2 separate regions of the Salmo salar genome follow, and region 1 is linked to region 2. Evidence: chromatin contacts called from public Hi-C data. All regions are on one chromosome and are shown on one strand. The core of a region is the stretch at or near the end of the contact, and the rest is flanking DNA. Distances in the headings are between cores, read along the strand shown.

Evidence for each region. A called contact is a pair of places that touch in the nucleus more often than the background predicts.
Region 1: a contact with region 2 is called in a Hi-C map of muscle, with 9 times the contacts expected there. The contact joins the promoter of atp5if1a here to the promoter of LOC106588187 in region 2. A contact is called at or near these places in 2 of 3 Hi-C or Micro-C datasets (gill and muscle).

What each region holds. Positions count from the first base shown.
Region 1 is chrssa27:2,071,234-2,073,933 of Ssal_v3.1, reverse strand. It overlaps atp5if1a (ATP synthase inhibitory factor subunit 1a), which reads left to right and starts at 1,415. Exons shown (of 3, transcript XM_014176940.2): 1 at 1,415-1,618; 2 at 2,133-2,245; 3 at 2,669-2,700. The coding sequence starts at 1,547.
Region 2 is chrssa27:1,831,897-1,834,596 of Ssal_v3.1, reverse strand. LOC106588187 (regulation of nuclear pre-mRNA domain-containing protein 2) reads right to left here and starts at 1,259. Exons shown (of 13, transcript XR_001324603.2): 1 at 844-1,259.

The sequences.
Region 1 (2,700 bases), core at 166-2,665, 240 kb before region 2:
TGTCAAGTTTGCCTCGTCTTGCTGAAAGCTATTATAAATGTCCAATGCATCCTCTCCTCTCTCTCACATGGAGAAAAATGGAAGCCTTCAATTTGTCATCATCTCCCCCTGCTCCACTGACTGCTAGGTTGATATTGAATCTCTGCTTGAAACATTTCCTATTGTCAGCTAGATTGCCGGTTAACTGCATAGGAATAGGAGGACCAAGCCTATTCATGACGGATAACAGAAAGAGTGTCAATTTCTCTTATGTTGCTCATCAACTCGCTCGTCAACAGATTCCAATGCAGCTTCGCTCTCGCTGCCGTGGCTCGTTGCCCTTGCTCTGGCAAGCTAGCGTCTTCGACTACTCACGTCACTTAACTTGTGGTAGAATGTTCAATTTTCATTGCGGAAATTTGCAGAATTACTCCTTTCTTTTCTCTGTCTCGTCATTGCAACTACCAATCTGATAATCTGACACTTGTTCCTTGTATAATGACAAACCGGGGCGTAGGTTTAACTACTTTCAATGAACATATACTTCAGCAAGAAAACTCCTTGTTTAGCCATGCAAGGCATTCTTCAACCACCTGCCCACCCGCATAGCCTGCTGGGTAACGTAGTCTAAACTATACATTCATGTATAGTGTCACACTGTATATAGACATTCTTTTTTTCAACTGTGTCATTGACTTGTTTATTGTTTATTCCATGTTATTCCATGTGTAACTCTGTGTTGTTGTCTGCGTCACACTGCTTTGCTTTATCTTGGCCAGGTCGCAGTTGTAAATTAGAACTTGTTCTCAACTAGCCTACCTGGTTAAATAAAGGCGAAATAAATAAATAATAATAATAATAAAAATGTACATACTACCTCAATCGGCCCGAACAACCAGTGCTCCTGCACATTTGCTAACCGGACTATCTGCTTTGTGTGCCACCCGCCAACCACCTATTTTACGCTACTGCTACTCTCTGTTCATCATATATGCATAGTCACTTTAACCATATCTACATGTACATACCACCTCAATCAGCCAGACTAATCGGTGTCTGTATGTAGCCTCGCTACTTTTATAGCCTCGCTACTGTTATTTTTCACTGTCTTTTTAATGTTGTTTTTATTTCTTTACTTACCTACTGTTCACCTAATACCGTTTTTGCACTATTGGTTAGAGCCTGTAATTAAGCATTTCACTGTAAGGTCTACACCTGTTGTATTCAGCGCACGTGACAAATAAACTTTGATTTGATTTGAAAATGTAAAAAAAATGTATTCGCTACGCGTCTGTATTTGAATTGATATAATGTGGATTTGTTTTTTTTCTTCTCTTATTTATTTGTGGAATCCGTTTGGCTGTTCTGTTTATGTTTCGCATGTTACTGTTTAATAAAAATAAAAATAAAAATCAATAAAAGATTCAAACAAAGATTCCCCACACTGTCGCTAGATGGCAGCAAATCGTTTTTCCAGCCACGCCCACACAGTGAAATTGCACATTTCCGCATGTGAAAGTACTTTTGCTGCAGTGGGGCTGTTAATCTGCGTAGTTGAGAAATTGTAATGGCGAGGCTACTATTAAGATCCAATTTTCGGGGCTTCTTTGCCACCCAATTCAGGATGACATCCGACCAGGTAAATGTAATGACGCACTGACAGTGGTGTTGTTTTGTATAGCTTGCTCGTTAATTTATTTGCTGTTCCCATAGCTAGTAAGTAGCGATTTTCCTCGAATGAATCATTGTACTGTTTGTCTTCTATTGATCCATTTTATATTACAAACGTTTGATCATGTTTCCGTTTCATTGTTTTGGTTAACTTGTAGACCAGCCGAGACAGCTATCTTGAACTGTAGTAAGTAACTCAGTAGGTGGCAGTGTTGTATATGTTTTGTCAGGAAATAATAAAGGGGATTTGGAATGTTTAGGATGGTAGGACCACCATGAAGGCGTAGTCCAACCATGGATGATGTCTAAGAAAGGCTATGTTGTTACATTTAACCCAATGCTCTCTTTCCATAATATATATTCAGGTATGTGATGTGGTCAGATATTCGACCTGACGTCAGATAGTGACATGTTTGTTTTTTTCCCGTGGGAGACCCGAGTTCAGATTCCGCCTGTGATTTATGATATCTCTCCCTCTCTAGCTGGGTGAGCTGGGCAAAGGAGCAGGAAAGGGAGGTGGTGGAGGAGGCTCGGTGAGGGAGGCAGGTGGTGCCTTTGGAAAGAGGCAGGCTGCAGAGGAGGAGCGTTATTTTCGGTAAGTGGATTATTTTTGTAACCTGGATGACCAGACATATTACTACTACGCTTATGAACCAGGCTATCCATTTTGGAGGAAGGTATGCACAGCTCTTGCCTTTTGACTCCAGTGGACAATGTCTGATCATAGTATATGCCTCATGTTAAGTCCACATGAACGCAACACAGGGGTGTTTTCATGTCGTCTTGCAACGGAAACCGTTTACCATTTATGAATGAAACGGGATGAAACTCGGAGGGGCCTACCTAAATTTGTCCAATATAAACTATTGTTCTCGTTGGAAAACGGTTTCCGTTTTGAGTAAATTGTTTCTGTTGCAAAACATTTTGCAACATAATGGGCATAATTAATACACCCCTGGTTTCATTTTTGCCTCATTAGAGAAATCATCCACACTTTTCTCTCCCTCTTGCTCCTCAGTCAGAAGGAGAAGGAGCAGTTGTCTGCCCTAC
Region 2 (2,700 bases), core at 10-2,509:
TTAGCCTACTCATGTCTGCTCCTCACACGTTCCTATATTTAGTGTGTAATAACTACTATGTAGTAAACAGTAAGTTACACGAGAAATAACATCAATAACGTTAACTAGTGTTTGACTTGTTACGTTACCACTTAGCCTAGCTACATGTTTATAAAAGTTACTAACAAGTTAACTAGCTCGAGAAATGGCTAACATGTATCTTGATTATTTTAGTGTTTTGGACACATCTTCTAATTCAAACTGATGATTGTGATTCTAATTCCATCCCATCAAGACCACTAAGAACAGAGAAAGGTAGCCATCCATCCAGACAAAAACCAGGGATGGCTTCAAGGAATGTGAAAGTCTGAACAGGAGAACCTATTCCAGGGTAGAATTTATAGCGAAAAGCTTTACACTAAGTTACATCTATGCGGAGAATACTCGTTAACTAAAGCCATTGTTTGTCAACAACTGACCAGATACGTTGTAACAAACATTTGCTAGTTAGACGTCAACAGCTTGTAGTGACAGCATTTGTCTTGCTGGGACTCCAAGTCCTAGCTAGCAAGGCAGCATTTACCTAGCTTGCTAAGAAGCTCCAGGGTACTATTTTCCGCACACCCGCGTTAACTAACGTTACCTAACAAACTAGCTTTTGTTTCACATGACATCCCTGTCTTGTGCACCAATGTCACGAACACACACGTGTTATTCTAGCTAACTAGATGAGATGGTGTCAACAATCGGTAACCATAGCTGCATTTGTTAATATAAGTTGCTAGCTAACAGTTATCTAGCTAAAGTTGGCTAAGCTAGCCAGGCAAACCAGCTAACGTTAGCTAGCTAAGATTAGCAACTCACATTTCCTCAACCATTTCATCCAGTAACGCACGATAAGACTGTGGTATTTCTTGTTCTCGATACACCAATTTGATAGTCCTTGAATTGATTCCATTGTGTTCGACACTCCTTGAAACCGTCGGTCCAAAGTTGACTCTAGGGCCGCAGGCGAACCACGACCGTGGCCGCTTGACGCGCCAGACCCTGCAGCCATTCTCCAGGCCTTGAACTGACAAGCTAGCTGGTTCTTGCCTGTCGCGCGTTGTGATCAACCTAGTCAAGAGTGCACTTGTGCGGAATGGTGCCGCGCTGGCTGTACACATTAGTAAATTGCTATTGTTTTAACAGTACATTCAGTTATTACTGTACTTGCTAACGATTACGTATATTATGTCATTGGTTTTATTTCAACAACTTGTGCAACAAAGGAATGTATTATTATAGAGTTGGTTGGTCGTTACTAGAAAACTCATTCAAAACAGACGATTTAATGTGAATGTAGCGCCACTATGTGGCTAAATAGCTGCAGCTCAGCATGGCCTGTCACTAAAATCATGCATCTTTCTTTCTTCCCCTTTACATTCCAAGATCACTTTCCTAACTCCCTTCCCTCCTATCCTAGCTCCATTTCCTTCTTTCCTATCTTCTTTTCCTCTTTTTTAAAAATTCCTTTCTTTCTTTCCTAGCATACTTTCATTGATCCTTTTCTTCCTTTCCTCCACTCCTTTGCTTTCCTAGCTCCCTTCCCACCTATCCTTTCCTAACTGCCTTTGACTTCTTCCATGCCTAGCTTCCTTTCCTCTTTTCCTAGCTCTTTTCCTCTTTTTCTAGTATTTTGTTTTCATGTTATAATCTTGTGTATATTTTGTTTTCATTTATTTTAAAGAGGACCACGATGGAAATGAAAGTTTTTGTGTCATCCTCGATGATTTTAAAGGCATTGTACTATATCCAGTACAGTGTGGTTGTATTGTGTTTAAAATTAAATAAAAAAGTCAGGAAAGGAAAGGGAGCTAGCAAAGGAGGAAAGGAAAGGGAGCTAGCAAAGGAGGAAAGAAAAGGGAGCTAGAAAATCAGGAGGAAAATGAGCTAGATGGAAAGGGGGCTAGGAGAAGAGGAAAGGAATCTAGGAAAGGAGGTAAGGGAGCTAGGAAAGGAACAACATTTATATAGGAAAAGGGGTCTAGGAAATGAAAAAAGGGAGTTAGGAAAGAAGAAAATTGACTAGGAAAGGAAGCTAGGAAAAGAGGAAAGGAAAGGCAGCTAGGAAAGGAGGAAAGGGAGTTAGGAAAGGAGGAATTGAAAATCAGAAAGGAACTAGGAAAGGAAAGGAGGAAATTGAGCTAGGAAGGGAAAGGAGGAAAGGGAACTAGGAAAGGAGATAGTATAGGTAATAATATACGTTTTTAGTGAAAGGCCACTTTTGGTGACAGGCCATGCTATAGGACTGCAGCTGGATACTTAAGCAATAAGGCCCGAAGGTGTGGTATATGGCCAATATACCATACCACGGCTAAGGGCTGTTATTAGGCAAGACGCAACGCAAAGTGCCTGGATACAGCCCTTAGCCACGGTATATTGGCCATATACCACAAACTCCCAAAGTGACTTATTGCTATTATCAACTGGTTACCAACATAATTAGAACAGTGAAAATAAATGTTTTGTCATATTCGTGGGATACCACAGCTTTCAGCCAATCAGCATTCAAGGCTCTAACCAAGTGGGTTATAATATATATTTGCTCAGGCTTTAAAGGGCATATCCACAGTTGAAGCAATATACCCTATACAGTGGTTGTATACATTTATAATGTTTACAAACATTGGAGTAAAACAAGCTTATATTTTAGGTTCCGATGGGAGTGTGACAGTTGAA